Regions from separate parts of the Mus musculus genome. Here regions 1, 2, 3 and 5 are each linked to region 4. Evidence: chromatin contacts called from public HiChIP or PLAC-seq and promoter capture Hi-C data. All regions are on one chromosome and are shown on one strand. The core of a region is the stretch at or near the end of the contact, and the rest is flanking DNA. Distances in the headings are between cores, read along the strand shown.

Region 1 (2,773 bases), core at 110-2,609, 370 kb before region 4:
TGGGGGCAGGATGGGGTGTGTGTTGGGAGTGGGGTCCAGGAGGATAAGGGAAATGGGGTCTAATTAATTGGCGGGGAACCCCCAAATTTCCAGGCGTCCCCAGGAGGACTCAGAAGGAAGGGGAGTCTAACCTGAGCCATCAAAACATCCTGGGTCTCAAGGGGACCTCCGGGACTGGGAAGGGGTCTAGGCTGAGGCTCAGAATGATTTCAGGAGGCTGAACGGAGGCAAATCCAGGCTGGGCCTAGGAATATTCCAGTTCTTGGGGGAGGCAACCCAGGAGGACTCCAGGGAACCATCGGGGGTCCAAGTACGGCCCAGGAACACCCCGAAGAACTTCAGGGGGACAAGGGGATCCAGGCTGGGCCCAGGAACACCGCAGTACCCCAGAAGGACTTCAGTGGGCTAAAAGAGGGGATTCAAGCTGGGCCCAGGAACACCCCAGTGGGACTCCGGAGGACCGCAGGCAGCTGAAAGGGAGTCGGACTGGGTCTAGGAACATCCCGCTGGCCAGGGAGGGTGGAGGCTGCTCCCGCGGGGCGCGCCTCGCGTCCCCTCCCCCGCTTGCTGTCCGTTGGCCGAGGCGGTCGCCGCTGCGCCGCGGGCCGCGACTCCTCCCCCGCGCGTCGGTCCGCGCGTGTCCCCGCGTCCCCGCGCCTGGCGTCCCGCGCCGGCGGAACTGTGGGATCGCCGCGCACAGGAAGTGGCGGCGGCGCCGAGGCGGAGGGCGGCGATGGGGGCCCGGGGCGGCGGGCGCCGCACTCGCTGAGGCCCCGACGCAGGGCCGGGCCGGGCCCAGGCCGCGCGCGCCCGACGCGAGAACCGCGACCAGCAGGTGGAGTGCAGGTGAGCCGCGCCGAGCCCGGCCGAGCCGCCGGAGGTCGTCCCCCGCCCGCGGTCGCCGGGCCCCGCCGCAGTGGCCGGCTGCGCTCCGCGGGGCGCGCGGCCTGGAGAGCGCGGCGCCTGGAGGCTCCGGGTCCCGCCCGGCCCCTGTGCGGCCTGCCCGGCCCGCCGGTGCTGTGCGGGGTGCGCGGCGGCCTGGGGATGCGGGCGATCGGGTAGAGATGGGGATGCGGGGCCCGACGAGAGGGCCTGGGCGGCCTTGGGGCCCCTCTCCGGGGGGAACCTTGCTCGGCTCCCGGCTCCTCGCTCTGGGGGAGCCCCCCATGCCTGATTTCGGGGCCCTGTGGGCTAGTTTCACTTTTTTGCTTGCTCAACGCGGAGGGAGGGCTGCAGGTGGGACGCCCTGGAGGAAGGTGCGAGGGCTCGGTTGTTGTTGTTTTTTTTTTTTCTTGACTTTGGCGTTTGAGACCAAAGGCCGACTGTGAATTTCCACGTTTCACTCAGGCGCTGGGGTCATTCAGTAACCAGAGCCTCTGGAGGAAAACACCTGTCCACGGTGGGCCTGGAGCCCCGGAGCAGTTGACCCCAGGTACCTACGACAGGAGGATTGTGAACACTTAAGCTGGGTGGAAAATATATTCAGGTTTCCTTTTTAACTTCGAGAGAAGTTTAGGGGCACAGGGAAATGATTTTAGAAATGGCCTTTCAAACCTAACTTTTTAAAGCAGTGTGGAAAGTCTTCTCTAAGAGAATACTTAAGAGACTGGGTTCTTCTTCCTGGGAAACGAGAAGGCTACTTGGATTTGAGACAGATTGGAATGACTCGTCCAGAGCCAAGATCTTGGATTCTGGGATTGGACACAGGGTGCCGGTTGGGGGTGCTGGGTTGGTGGCTGTTGGAACTGAGTGGAAGCAGCTCTTTCTGCTTCGATGACATTGGGAAATGGACTGTGCCCCTTTCAAAGGGGTCTCTGTGCACTTTGATCACTCCCTTACTGTCCCTTCCCCTTATTAGGTAAGCAGGACTCCTTCCAACTTTAGGATTTAGCCTATAAGATTGATTCCTAGTATCACACTCTGTGCTTTGTAATTACGTTGTTTCCAAAGGCAGTTACATGCAATGGCTTTGCCAGCCTCTCTTTGGTCTTGGTGGCATGTGCTCCTCAGCATGGCTATGTTCAGCAGGTGGATGTCAGCTGGATGTCTGACCTAACTCAGTCTGGACCTACTGGAGGCCTTGTGTGTGGCCCCCACCTGCTCTTATCTGTACAGCAGCAGGGCAGAAGGTCTAGGTCTTAGAAGTTGCCTGTGGAATTGGTGGGAAGTGGGTTAAATACAGTGTCTCCTAGGGAAGGAAGATGGGAGGGATGCTGGAAATGAAGGGAGGTCTCTGTCTCACCCTAAGCTGCTCCCAGATAACAGGCCCAGCACCTGGGAAGGACAGTGCCTGTGTGTTCTAGGGGACTGGGGAAACTGAACAGAAAGTAACTGATCTACTTCAGAAGTTACAAAAGGAGCATCTACTGCAGTAGAGGAGTTGTTTACTTCTTTTCTGGGGCATATAGCTGCGACTCTGTGCTAACAGACTCTGAAACACACTGGGGTCTGAGGAGCAAGGCTAGCCACTTGTCCTGGATTATGTCACAAATCTCCACAGCCAGAATTTAAATGAAGAGCAAAGGGACTCTGATTTCCTCCAGCCCAGTCAGGGTAGTAAAAATCTGTATACATCTGTCTCTGGCCCACTTGGAGGCAGGTAGGGCATAGTAAGATCTTTGTATAGTATGGGATGAGCAAAGATGGAAGTTTATTGTTGTTTCAGGAGTTAGAATGGCATCGTTAATCCAAGCTCACTCCTAACAAGTTGGTGCTGGTTAACTGGTCCAGCCTCTCAGAGGATGGAGCTGGTACCAACTGTGTGTGTTCCCTT
Region 2 (2,700 bases), core at 139-2,638, 460 kb after region 4:
TCTCTAACTGCAAAACTAGTTTGCCAGGAGCCAGGGAAGCACGGGACACGCGCGCCCTCAGGCGGCAGGAAGAAGAGTTGAGGATTCTAAAAAATTAACTTTGTTGTCGTCGACTTGTGAGTTCCTTGGGGTGCCCTGGAACTGGCCTTAAGCAACTCATCCTCCATGGGGGAACCTGGGGTCCATCGGACAGCCCAGAGCACAGGAACACTGCTGAGGGTTGAGAAGGAGAAAACATTTAGGGGGTGGGGGGGTGGGGTGGGGATCTGTCCTAGGTAAAAGCCAGGCTAGCTTTCAGGGTGGCTCTGGCTGCCAGATCTTCTGGGGAGATGAACCAGGTTGTGAAGAGTTCAATGGACTTTATTCCCAGGTCATCTCAAAACAAGCTTGCGAAAGTAACTTTTATTCGCTTGATGTCCTTGTTGTCTCGGAGGCTTACTGCTGACTACGATCTCCTTTTCTAGCTCTTTCTGAACTCTTACTGGCTGATTCAATTCAGCTGTTCTGGCTCAAACGTCTCTTCAAGTCGCCTGATTCAATCTAGTTTGTCTCAGCTTCACATCTAGTGCACTGCTTGGCCTGCAGCCACTCACTCACTGTTCTAGATTGCTTTCTGTTGCTGTGATAAAAACACTTATCAAAGGCAGCGTGGGGAGGAAGGTGTTCTTTACATCTTACAGGTTGGATCTCATCGTCAGGGAAGGAGCAGGAACCTGGAGGCATCCCCTGATGAGAAACCGCATCGGAAAGATGCTTATTGGCTCTGCTCCCTGGCATGCTCTGCTACTTCAGCCACTGTGGGGCACCGGACTCCGCTTTGGGCTCACCTTCTCCCCACAAATCCCATCTCACTGTGGATCCCTAGCAGAGACGTCCCGGCATCCAGGATGCTCTCTACCCTAGAAGGGAAGAAGGCAGAAGGCCTCTACCCTGGCTGTGCCTGGGCCCAACTTTCTTTTGTGGCTCCAACTATAGCCCACTTTGGTTTTGTATTGTATTTTACAGGTGTCATTTGGGTGAAGAGCTGGAATTACCCTTCGTCCTTGCTTTCCTTAAGCAATACTGCACTGGGTGCACAGGGGCTGTTGGACACGGAGCCGACTGTGCAGGAAGACGGAGGCCGTTCGGTCCATCTGGTACCCATTTAAGTGGAATTGCAAAGTCCCCAACTCCAGGACCTGTTTTAAGGACGAAACGCCAAGCTGCACACATAGAGACCCGCATGAGTAAAACCGACGTGAACCTTTCTCCCTATTCTACCCCAGACGCGCGCGATAGAAACATGGCGTAACGTGCACCCGAGGCTTCAATAGTTTTACTTCCCTGGCTCTTGGCTGCAGCCACATCGCCACACGTCTAACGCGCTAGCGGGAGCGCGCGACGTAAGCACCGCAACTGCGCACGCGCTACGGGAGGCACTTCCGGGGACCGGCCGAACGCCGATCTACGCAGCCGCGGCTCTATTTCCGGCTGTCTGGGAGCACTTCCGGGAGGCTCTTCCACTAGTGAGGCGGCGTTGCTAACAGGCGGAAACCTCCAGGGAAGATGGGGAAAGTGAGGGCGCTGCGGGCTCGTGTGCACCGGGCGGCCGTGAGACCCGACGGGGATTCTGCACCGGGCCCTGTGCCCCGCGCCGTGGAGCCGGCGCTCCCACAATCCCCGGCGGGCGGAGCGGGGGCGAAGGTGAGGTGTGGGGCGCCGGTCGGGCCAGGTCTCTGCCGAGCCGGATCTCCAAAGATCAGGAGCCCTGGATGGTTGGGTGTCGCCTCTTCTGTGTGTGTTCCTGCCACTCTGGTTAGGGTCCTGACCCGGCCCACCTTTAGCCGTCATGCCTTCTCGGTTGGGGTGTGAGGCTCCAGAAGCGCTTCCATCTCTGGGGGAAAATATCCCACTACGCTCTGGAAATGTCGCAGGGCGCTGTCTGTCTGCCTCTGTCTATCTCTGTGTCTCAGTCTCTGGTGTGTGTTTGAGACAGGGTCTCTCTATGTAGCCCTGACTATTCTGGAACTCACGCTGTAGACCAGGCTGGCCTCGAACTCATAAGAGATTGACCTGCCCCTGCCTCCCACATGCTGGGGTTAAAGGCATGGCATGCACTTGTGTCCCTGGCGCTTGCTTGTTGCTTTGGCCTTTGGGATCTTATTTATTTTTATTTTACCTCATCTCATTCTTTCTTTATTCTTTTGAGACAAGGTTTCACCCTAGCCCCCCCCCCCAGCTTGTCACTCTCGTGCCCAGGCTGTAGCCCACTGTGCCCAGCTTTTATTTGTTGTTGTAGCCAAACTGAGAGCTTCTGTTTTCTCCCACACCCACACCCACGGGAGGTGCTGTGCAGTCATTGATTCGTGCAGCCATTGATTCTTATTTTTCCCATTTTTCTTTTAATTTGGTAACTTGGCTCAAATTTAAGCCTTGTGTTGACAGAGATTGTTTTTATGCCCCTTTGGTCAGCCGCGTCTTTGCCTCACTGGAAGGTTATGTGGTTGGTGTTCCTATTTTTGTTCCTCAGAGATGCCCAAGGACCAGTACTTAGAGGATTCCCTCTGCTCACTCCTGGGAGGGCCCATGCATACAGTTGTAAGCAGCAGTCATGCCTTATCTCACAGCTACTCTTGGATCTGCATGTGTTTGCAGGGAGGCTGTGCTCAGGCCCTGTGCTAGTGTGGCTCTACTCCCCAAGACTCTCTGATTGTCCCAAGT
Region 3 (2,811 bases), core at 35-2,534, 450 kb before region 4:
TTCTTTCGATTCAAGCTGGGACTTCACCTGGATGGTGGGTGAGAAGGAAGGACTTAGATTCATGCACAGGTGCCCCCACACACACACACTGCCAGCCTTCAATACTCCTCATTCCGGGGGACATGGTAAACTGTTGGCCCCACTGATAAAGAACAACACAGCTCCTTTTTTTTGGGGGGGGGGGGGACAGGGTCTCACTATGTAGCTATGGCTGGCATGGAACTAAGCAAACTGGGCTGGCTTCAAATTCAGAGAGACTCGCCTGTCTCTGCCTCCTGAGTGCTGATGTGGCACGTGGCCAAGGTTCCCTTGCCTGGCCAGTGTGTCTGTAACATTTCCTCATTTCTAGGGTCTCATGGAGCTGACTCACTCCTTCTTGGCCACTTCAGTCAGAGCAAACACCTCCCAAGATCAGCTAGGCTTAGTGGACAGGGTCCTGGGCTTGGGGCGTGGCAGGAGAGCTGAAGAGAGGATTTGTTTAACTTTTCTTCTCTTGCTAATACCCTGAACCTCCCCCTACCTTGTACTGAATCTCTGCTCTGCTAACAGTCACAGGAAGGGCAGCCCAGGCCCAAGGTCCACCCCCTCGTTTCAGACTAGGCACAAGCAAGTTCTACAACTTCTGGTTTTGATCCTTTTTTTTTTCCCTGAGGGGCGGTGTTGGTGATGGTGGTGGTGGTATCAGTTGAATTCCTGCCACTGAGCTAAACAGTCCTAGCTCTTTCTTTTGAGGAGACAAGCACAGTAGCCCAGTCTGGCTTTCTCTTGTTTAGGCCTGGGTGTAAGTCAAAAAGGTGCCGTCTAGGTTCTAACAGCTGCCTTCCTGAATTCTCTGGGACCACCGGATCCCTCCACCGATCCCGGGGCTAGTTCCCTAATAGGTGAGTGGCCCTCTTGTATGCAAGCGGCAGAAGACTCGCCCCAGTTCCCGGCCCTGAATCTTCCAACCAGATCCAGAGCCCCCAGCTCCCAGTCACACTTGTGGCCGCCCCGGAAACCCGCTGCAGGACCTGACCAGTCTGGGCAGGCCGGTCCCTGAGGCCGCCGGGTCTCCGCAGGCCTGGCTCAGACTGGCCTGACCTGGGCCCAGCCTCACCTGGTCGGCGACCTCCTGCGTCTCGGCCGTGGCTGGCATTGTGGCAGATGGCGCGCCACACATCATCTTGGCAGCAGTAGTCGGGGTAGCACGGAGAAGCTGAAGACAGATCCAACTAGGAGACCTGGGTGCCTGGACCCTAGAAAAACCTGGCTTGGCTCCGCCCCCCCGGACCCGTAGCACGTGACAGAGCGACGGGGCGGGGCGCCGCACCCTCTCGCTCGCTCTCTTTACTGTCACCACCCTCCGTTCCAGGCAGAGTCAGGAGACCCAGGCTGGGCGTGGGCGGAGGGTGAGGCATGGTGGGTGCTTCACGTCCTTTCCCTGAACGGACGCTAAGAAGGGTTTGGAGGCTGGGAGTCCTGATTGCCCCTCAATGGTCGTGAAGTGATTGTAGGAGTATCTCTGACCCGGCTTAGGGGCTTCCGGGTCCTCACAGGATGCAGAGATGTGAGAAGGGGTCCTAGTCTTTCCATGGAGTAGGTGGACACGAAGTACAGCCCTGGACATCTCAATTTCCCCTTGTCCTGTGACTATTAAGTGGGGGTCTTGATGGGTCCCTATCCCTCCTTCCATAGAGTGGATACAGAAATAGATGATTGAGGACCTAGAAGTCTCAGATCCCTGTTCCTTGACCCCTGGCCCCATCCTTTCCTCCCCTCCCCAACGTGGACTTAGTTTTTGGGTCCGGATAACCCCATGAAATAAGAGCTTATCTGGGAATTCCATTCTTTTTGAATGACATGGCCTTGTCAGGCGGTAGGCGGGGCTTGGGGATCCCAGCCCCAGCCCCACAGAGCTGGGTAGGTGGTCTATTCTGGGTGAGACTCTATTCTCACACACCCAACACAGGCTGGGAACCATGAGGACCCCGGATATGCCCTCTGTCAGTGCTCTTACTTGAGTGACCTTCAAACCCGAGTTTCCGTTTGCAAAACTGTCACAGTTGGATAGCAGGACATGATGGTATACACCTGCAATCCTGGCACTTGAGAGGCTAAGCTAACCTGACTATGCAGTGAGACCTTGGCTTAAAAAAAATAATTTGGGGGTGCAGAGGTAGCTCATGGTAAGGGGCTTGCCACGGAAGTGCGACAGCCTGAATTTGATATTTGGAACCCAGTCAAAGAGCCAAGTGAGGGGCTGGAGAGATGGCTCAGCAGTTAAGAAAACTGGCTGCTCTTCCAGAGGACCTGAGTTCAATTCTCAGCTCCCACATACTAGCTCACAACTCCAGTTCCATGGGATCCTATTTCTCCACCCCCTGGCCTCAATGGGCACTAGGGATGCAAGTGGTGCCCAGACATACATGGAGACTTGTGGTGGTGGCAGTCAACCCAAACTAAAACAGAAGTTAGTACCAGACACTGGAGTATTGCTGGGATTAGGCCTGGCCATGCTTTTGTTTGGAGGAATGTGGATTTTGGGTTAGAAAAGCAATTGATCACTTAATAGTTCATAGGGCCATAGTAGTAGGAATATGGAAGACAGTGGTGATGAAGGTGATGTGAGCTTTGGGGGTCTGGTTCAAGAGGTTTCAGAGGACAAAACTATTTGTATGTGGCCTACAGACTGTTCTCGAGCTTTGGCTAAGAACGTGGTTGCTTTTTTGCTCTTGTCTAAAAAGTCTTCGTGAGGCTAAATTTAAGTCTTTGGGATTAGTTGAGCTGGCAGAGGAAATTTCAAAATGGCCCAGTATCGACTCTCTTGTGTGG
Region 4 (2,700 bases), core at 199-2,698:
GCAGTTAAGTTTGGCCACGACACACCATCAGATCTGTGGATCAGACCTGGGCTGTGGGCTCCACAGTCCCAGCTGCCTGTCATTTCGGGTGGGGTTGGGGTGTCGCCTCCTGAAGCTGAGGAAGGCCATGCAGAGTGCCCCTGTTGATGTCCTTGAGGGAAATCACCACCAGGGACTCCTCTCAAGGCAGAGCTTTGACTCTGTTTTCCTCTGTGCAGGTCTAGCAAGTGACACGGCACTGAGCTGAAGATCACAGTTCTGTAACTTTAGCTATTCTTCTGGGGGAAGGGGCATCCGGAAGAAGATACAATCAAGGCAGAGCTTACATCTGTGAGCTGGCTGCCCCTGGAGAAGAAAAGAAATAGACTTTAATTTGTTGAATGAAAATATTTTAAAAATCCCCAAAGAAATGGCAATTGTCTATAAATCTAAAGATTCTACATTCGGAACAGTAAGGAAGGCTGGTTGCCCAAATAAGGGTGAGGTTGGTTTCTGCCAATACTCCCTGCTTGGTGCATGGGGGTACACAGTTTTCTCCTCTCAGGCTCCCATAGCAGAAAGCTCTTTCCAGTCACACACATAAACAAAGGGATCTTCATAAGAGGCCAAGCTCAAAGGCCGGTCATGCAACTTCTGAAGCAAACTTCACGGGCCTGCAATGTGTGTTGTTTCTGCTTGCACAGAGGAAGCCCTGATGTGCTCGCTGGCTCGACAAAGAAAGGCATTATTGAAAACCCAGGACAGGGAGGACTGTGGCCCCAACACCAGATGTGCCAGGGCAGGGAAAGGCTTTTAATTAACAAAGCTCACTCTTTCCAGTAGCCCACTGACCATTACTAGAAGCAGGGGTCTGCACTTGCTCTGCCACTGCTAAATGCTCTGGCCACAGCATCCCACCCCAGTCCCCAGAGACACCTGTAGCTCTTCCACACGCCAGATACAAACTCCTCCAGAAGCCCGGGGCTTTCAGTATTAGTGTGACTCAGCCATGCAACTTAGAGTGCATCCATATAATAGCATCTAAGGTCTAGGCTGTCACTCATACCAGGTCACCCTCTCCAGCACCGGATCATGACTTTACAACCTCAGTCTCTCCCTGTAGACATGCCACTAAGCACCTCTGTCTTCAGATACCAGACACAGACACAGAGGGTTAGCGAAAAGCCCTCAGCAACACTAGAGGGAAATTCTAGTTATCCTGCGAGGGCCGCACTCCTCTGAAGCACTGGCCTCAGAGTGAGCCTGCAACCTAGCTAGCCTGGGGTAGCAGGCGCTCAGCGCGGCCTCTGCTTCCTCCCGCTCCTGGCCGGCCTCACCAGCAGTTGAGCTTCCGCACGTTGTGCAGCTCCGAAGCCTTGGCTCGGGACAGGACCATCTTTCGTGTCAGCTTCATGGTGGCCACAGGGCCGCGGGCCCGGCCGCCCTCCGCTGTACACTCGGCTAGCGGGAGAGGCCTGCGCAGCGGCGCGTCTCCAGGGGCGGGGCCCGCGTTTCTAGGGGCGGAGCCTGAGGTCCCATTGGCAGTCAGGCGAGAGGGCGGAAGCGCGCCGGCGAAGCGGGACGGCCCGACTTCCGTGATACGCGATTCCGCCCCGCCCCTTTGGCGGCCCGCCGGTCCTGCGCATGCACGAGGCTCCGGGCTTTGCTGCCTGGGGACCGCTGGTCTCTGCATCCCGTGTTTGCGTGCGCGGGAAGGGCGGCCCTTAGGATTCCAGTGTGCAAGAGTCTGAGATGGGCTGGCTTGGGTGAGAAAGGCGCCGGTGTGTGAGGGACTCGGGACGCCTGGCTGGTCTCGGAGACATCGAGGACAGAAAAGGTCGAGTCGGGAAGGGTGACAGAGTCCTCGTAGTGGATGCCAGCAGAAACCCTCCTGGCATGCTTGCTCCGGATCCTAATCCCTGCCATGGCCCTGGTCACCACTGAGCCCTCACCCATTTCTGCTTGACCCCAAATCGGGGATTTGTGTTACATAACAGCTAATCCACAACCAGACGATGACTGACACTTGTAATTGATGCACTCAGAGGCTGAGGCAGGAGGATTGCCTGAGCCAGTTTCTGGCAAGACTGGCTCATACAGACATTATCTCAAAAGACAAAGCCGAGTAGTGGGGGCTTGGGGAGGGACTGAAGAAACAGTTAAGAGCGCTGGCTGCTTTTCCAGGGCACTCATATGGCCGGATCACAACCTTATGTAACTCTAGTTCCAGGGGACTCAATGCCCCTCTTTTGGCCTCCTTGCGCACCAGACAGGTCACTTGGGTTGCACACACATGCAAGCATAACACTCATATGTAGAAAAACAAAACGAACAAAACAAAAACCTTAAAAACAAACAAACAAACAAACAAATAGAAAATAGACGTTATGTTTTTGAAAGTCAGTACTGTGCCTGTGGTTGTCAGTGTGCATTTTAAGTAATCACAAATGAATTTTTGTTTTGTTTTCTTCTGGAGAAAACAGATCTCCAGAAGAAAACAAAACGAAAGATTGTAGGTTGAAATCTTCATATCTTTTTCTATCCTACAGATTACACCGGGACAGGCACTGGGTACTTCAGGCCCTTTAGGTAATAAACTGCCCTTGATGAAGTATTCTAGGGCTCTATTGTCTGTCTGACCACCCTGGTCTGCCTTTACCAAAAACAAGTGAAATGGTTCAGTAGGTAACAGTACTGGACGCACAAACCTAAAAACCATAG
Region 5 (2,700 bases), core at 185-2,684, 370 kb after region 4:
AGGTGGAGGCCAGCATGAGCTACACAGGGAAACATTCAGGAGACAGAAACAGGAAGATCTCTTTTGAGTTTGAAGTCAGCCTGGTCTTAAACTCCAGGACAGCTTGGACCACAAAGGAACCTTGTCTAAAAAAAAAGGGGGGGGGGCCGCTGTGGGGGTGTGGAGAGAGTAAGTAACTCACTGGTAGAGCATCTGCCTAGTGGACAACAGCCCCTGGGCTGCGTCACCAAAATATAACATATAACCCTCTGTCTCCACTAACCCGAGGCAGAAGGCATGGCCACTCCAGTACACACCAGGCATTCACTTCCTGCCTAACCGCACCAAAAGGTTACAACTCTTGTTGTAGTTACCAGCTACAAAATATAATAAAGTAAGTTGTCTACTCTTGGCACAGGGCGAACAGGTGCTCATTCAATATCCGGGATGGTGCAGGCAGGACCCAAGGCTGAGCTGAAATTAAAGGTAAGGACCTCGCAGGCAAGATATTTCTGGGCTCGGCTGCTGAGCATGGTACCATGGCATTAGTCCAGATGCTTGCCCTGCTCCTGGGGTCTCTCACCTGAGCCAACACAGTGGTCATCTCCAGGCCAGTCAAGAGCACAGAATGCCAGGCTCCAACGTTTATCTCCCGTTGGATAAAACTGCCCCCAGCAGGGCAGGTGAGTGTGGGAAAACTGTTCAATTTGAAATGGGCAACCCTGGCCTTCCCACGCACCAACTGCCGAGACCACGGCGATGGAGTGGAAGGGCATGCGGCCGGGCGAACATTGGAAGCCCGGAGCGGCCAGCCTTGCTCTTACTCCGGTGCAGCTCTCACGAGCGCCCGCTGAGCCTCACGCGCAGCACCACGCGTGCAACTGTGCGCACGGCACGCGAAAGGATGGCCGCGTCAGGGAGTGAGGCCCTTGCGAACCAAGAACCAGCACCCAAGTTCCGGGTTCTCGAGCCGTGGGCGGGGCTACACCCGGGGCGGGGCTACCCCGGAGGCGGAGCCTTGGTGTGGCGGGAGGCACAGCCGGGGGTGGGGCTAGCGCGCTGCCCGGGGCGGAGTGCAATGCTGGTGGGGGAGGGGCGCGGGTCGGTGGGGGAGGGGCGCTGAGGCTCGGGCGCGGCCCCGCGGGCCCTTTTTGCGCGCGGCCCGGCCTGCGTTCCGCGGAATCTGCTGCGGCTTGCGTACCGGGCTTACCTTGGGCTTCTCTTCCGACATGGTTGCGCAGCGACGGCGGCGGCAAGCGCAGCGGGAACCGGTGGCACTGGAGCGGGCGAGTCACGCTCTCTGCCCCGCCGCTCTCCCGCCGCAACTGTCGCGGGGCCGCGCTTTATCCCTAAATCCCGGCGCGCTGGTTGGTCGCGCGGAGTCACGTGGTCGGGCGCGTGCACGAGGCGCGCGCCCCGCGCCGCGGGTGCGCGCTGGCCAGCCGCGATTCAGGACGGTTGCGAATGCGTCACGGGGCGGGTCAGGCGCCCGGGTGCGCGCAGAGCCCCGGGGACGCGCGACTCAAGGTCCTAGGCCCAGAGACCCCGGATGTGGGTGCAAGACTGCGCGTCCACGCAGGGAGGCACGGGAGGAGTGGGGGCGCTGTGTGCTAGGTCAGGACCCAGAGGAACGTTTTGGCCCAACCAGTAGCCTCTTCACCACCCACATTTGGGGACTTTTTCTTATATGCAGGCTGCATTTGGGTAAGAGAGGGCAAAGAAACTCAGGCTAACCCTTTCAGGTGGTCCGGAAGACGAATAAGGAGGTTACCAGGCATGGTTTATGGACCACACACTCCTGGAACAGGCCTCTGGCCTTTAATTTGAATGTCACAGGAGGGCTCATGTCTAGAAAAGGCATCCTTTGAGGACACAGAGGATGGCTTCTGTTGGCCCAGAAAGCCAGCACATGCTCCCATTTCATCTTTTTTCATTTGATTTCCTGGATGGGGTGGACCAGCCTCCACAAGGGCCATTCCCAAGATGGCTCTCCAGAAGGACAAGCTCTTCCCCTTCATTCTCACTATCTAGCTGCCTTTCTCCCTCCTTACGTAGTCCCAAAGTAACCACTAGGTGGCTTGGGTGGGTGAGAGTGACAGGCACAGAAAGCTTCCCTTCTGACCTACCATTTGCTGTTTCTGGAATGCTATTGTGGACACTAATAACCCATTTTACACAGCACACCAAGATGCCTAGAAGTTTAATAACATGCCCAAGGAGTCAACTAGATAAGCAAAACAAGGGAAGCTTGAGCTGGAAGATCCATCGGGAGCCCTGGCTAAGGGGTCAAGAGTGTCCTTTCCTTGTATCTTGGCGTGAGTTTTTAGAATGCAGCCCACAGGCCCTCTGTGTCTGTCTGCTAACACCTGCAAATCAGGCCAGTCAGGGCTGACACAGTCACCCACAGTCGTCTCAGGAAGGTGTTGATTGGCCGTGTTCCAGGACCACACAGCAGCCTCCAGAGAAGTGGCGCTCTGTTTGACAGAAGTATGTTTCTGTTCCAAGGAAGGGCCAGCAGACAAGTATCCCCACTTCCTGGTAATACTGCAAAGCTACTAAGCCAAGTGTCTGTGAAGCCAACCTTTTTTAGCCTTTCCCCTGTACACATGACCTTTCTTCGAGAAGTTTGTCAAGGTCTTCCACAAGGACGCATTTGGAACTCATCCCACACCCAGACCAGACCAAGGTATGGATTTTCCTCAAATACAGATCATGGTCATC

The links. Promoter capture Hi-C pulls out the DNA fragments that hold promoters and counts their contacts. HiChIP or PLAC-seq counts read pairs in DNA pulled down with a chosen protein or histone mark. Capture Hi-C pulls out chosen DNA fragments and counts their contacts.
Region 1: a contact with region 4 is called in a promoter capture Hi-C map of stem cell-derived epiblast-like cells, with 2.1 times the contacts expected there. The contact joins the promoter of Agpat3 here to the promoter of Cfap410 in region 4. A contact is called at or near these places in 2 of 39 promoter capture datasets (embryonic stem cells and stem cell-derived epiblast-like cells) and 4 of 9 other capture datasets (adipose tissue, embryonic stem cells, liver and 1 more).
Region 2: a promoter capture Hi-C map of liver shows a contact between it and region 4, with 2.9 times the contacts expected there. The contact joins the promoter of 2810425M01Rik here to the promoter of Cfap410 in region 4. A contact is called at or near these places in 2 of 39 promoter capture datasets (embryonic stem cells and neural stem cells), 1 of 15 datasets of contacts at CTCF or cohesin (the NIH/3T3 cell line), 34 of 484 Hi-C or Micro-C datasets (B cells, the Ba/F3 cell line, CD4 T cells and 24 more), 23 of 115 datasets of contacts at active chromatin or transcription factors (CD8 T cells, the NIH/3T3 cell line, T-cell acute lymphoblastic leukemia and 16 more) and 3 of 9 other capture datasets (adipose tissue, liver and macrophages).
Region 3: a contact with region 4 is called in an H3K27ac HiChIP or PLAC-seq map of embryonic stem cells, with 4 times the contacts expected there. The contact joins the promoter of Cstb here to the promoter of Cfap410 in region 4. A contact is called at or near these places in 2 of 39 promoter capture datasets (embryonic stem cells and erythroid cells), 1 of 15 datasets of contacts at CTCF or cohesin (embryonic stem cells), 4 of 484 Hi-C or Micro-C datasets (CD8 T cells, LSK cells, neutrophils and 1 more), 7 of 115 datasets of contacts at active chromatin or transcription factors (bone marrow-derived dendritic cells, effector CD8 T cells, embryonic stem cells and 3 more) and 5 of 9 other capture datasets (adipose tissue, embryonic stem cells, liver and 2 more).
Region 5: a contact with region 4 is called in a promoter capture Hi-C map of adipose tissue, with 2.6 times the contacts expected there. The contact joins the promoter of Sumo3 here to the promoter of Cfap410 in region 4. A contact is called at or near these places in 5 of 39 promoter capture datasets (the 3T3-L1 cell line, cranial neural crest, frontonasal cranial neural crest and 2 more), 1 of 484 Hi-C or Micro-C datasets (CD4 T cells), 9 of 115 datasets of contacts at active chromatin or transcription factors (bone marrow-derived macrophages, cardiomyocytes, craniofacial prominence and 5 more) and 2 of 9 other capture datasets (adipose tissue and liver).

What each region holds. Positions count from the first base shown.
Region 1 is chr10:78,350,286-78,353,058 of GRCm38.p6, reverse strand. Agpat3 (1-acylglycerol-3-phosphate O-acyltransferase 3) reads left to right here and starts at 1,359. Exons shown (of 10, transcript NM_053014.3): 1 at 1,359-1,432. Gm40709 (a long non-coding RNA gene) reads right to left here and starts at 576. Exons shown (of 3, transcript XR_871856.3): 1 at 132-576.
Region 2 is chr10:77,514,586-77,517,285 of GRCm38.p6, reverse strand. It overlaps 2810425M01Rik (RIKEN cDNA 2810425M01 gene), which reads right to left and starts at 1,388. Exons shown (of 1, transcript NR_163865.1): 1 at 345-1,388. Fam207a (family with sequence similarity 207, member A) reads left to right here and starts at 1,473. Exons shown (of 6, transcript NM_133998.3): 1 at 1,473-1,683. The coding sequence starts at 1,546.
Region 3 is chr10:78,424,143-78,426,953 of GRCm38.p6, reverse strand. It overlaps Cstb (cystatin B), which reads right to left and starts at 1,284. Exons shown (of 3, transcript NM_007793.3): 1 at 1,097-1,284; 2 at 1-27. The coding sequence starts at 1,162.
Region 4 is chr10:77,977,398-77,980,097 of GRCm38.p6, reverse strand. It overlaps Cfap410 (cilia and flagella associated protein 410), which reads right to left and starts at 1,448. Exons shown (of 7, transcript NM_026431.2): 1 at 1,317-1,448; 2 at 327-345. The coding sequence starts at 1,393.
Region 5 is chr10:77,604,831-77,607,530 of GRCm38.p6, reverse strand. Sumo3 (small ubiquitin-like modifier 3) reads right to left here and starts at 1,434. Exons shown (of 4, transcript NM_019929.4): 1 at 1,190-1,434. The coding sequence starts at 1,210.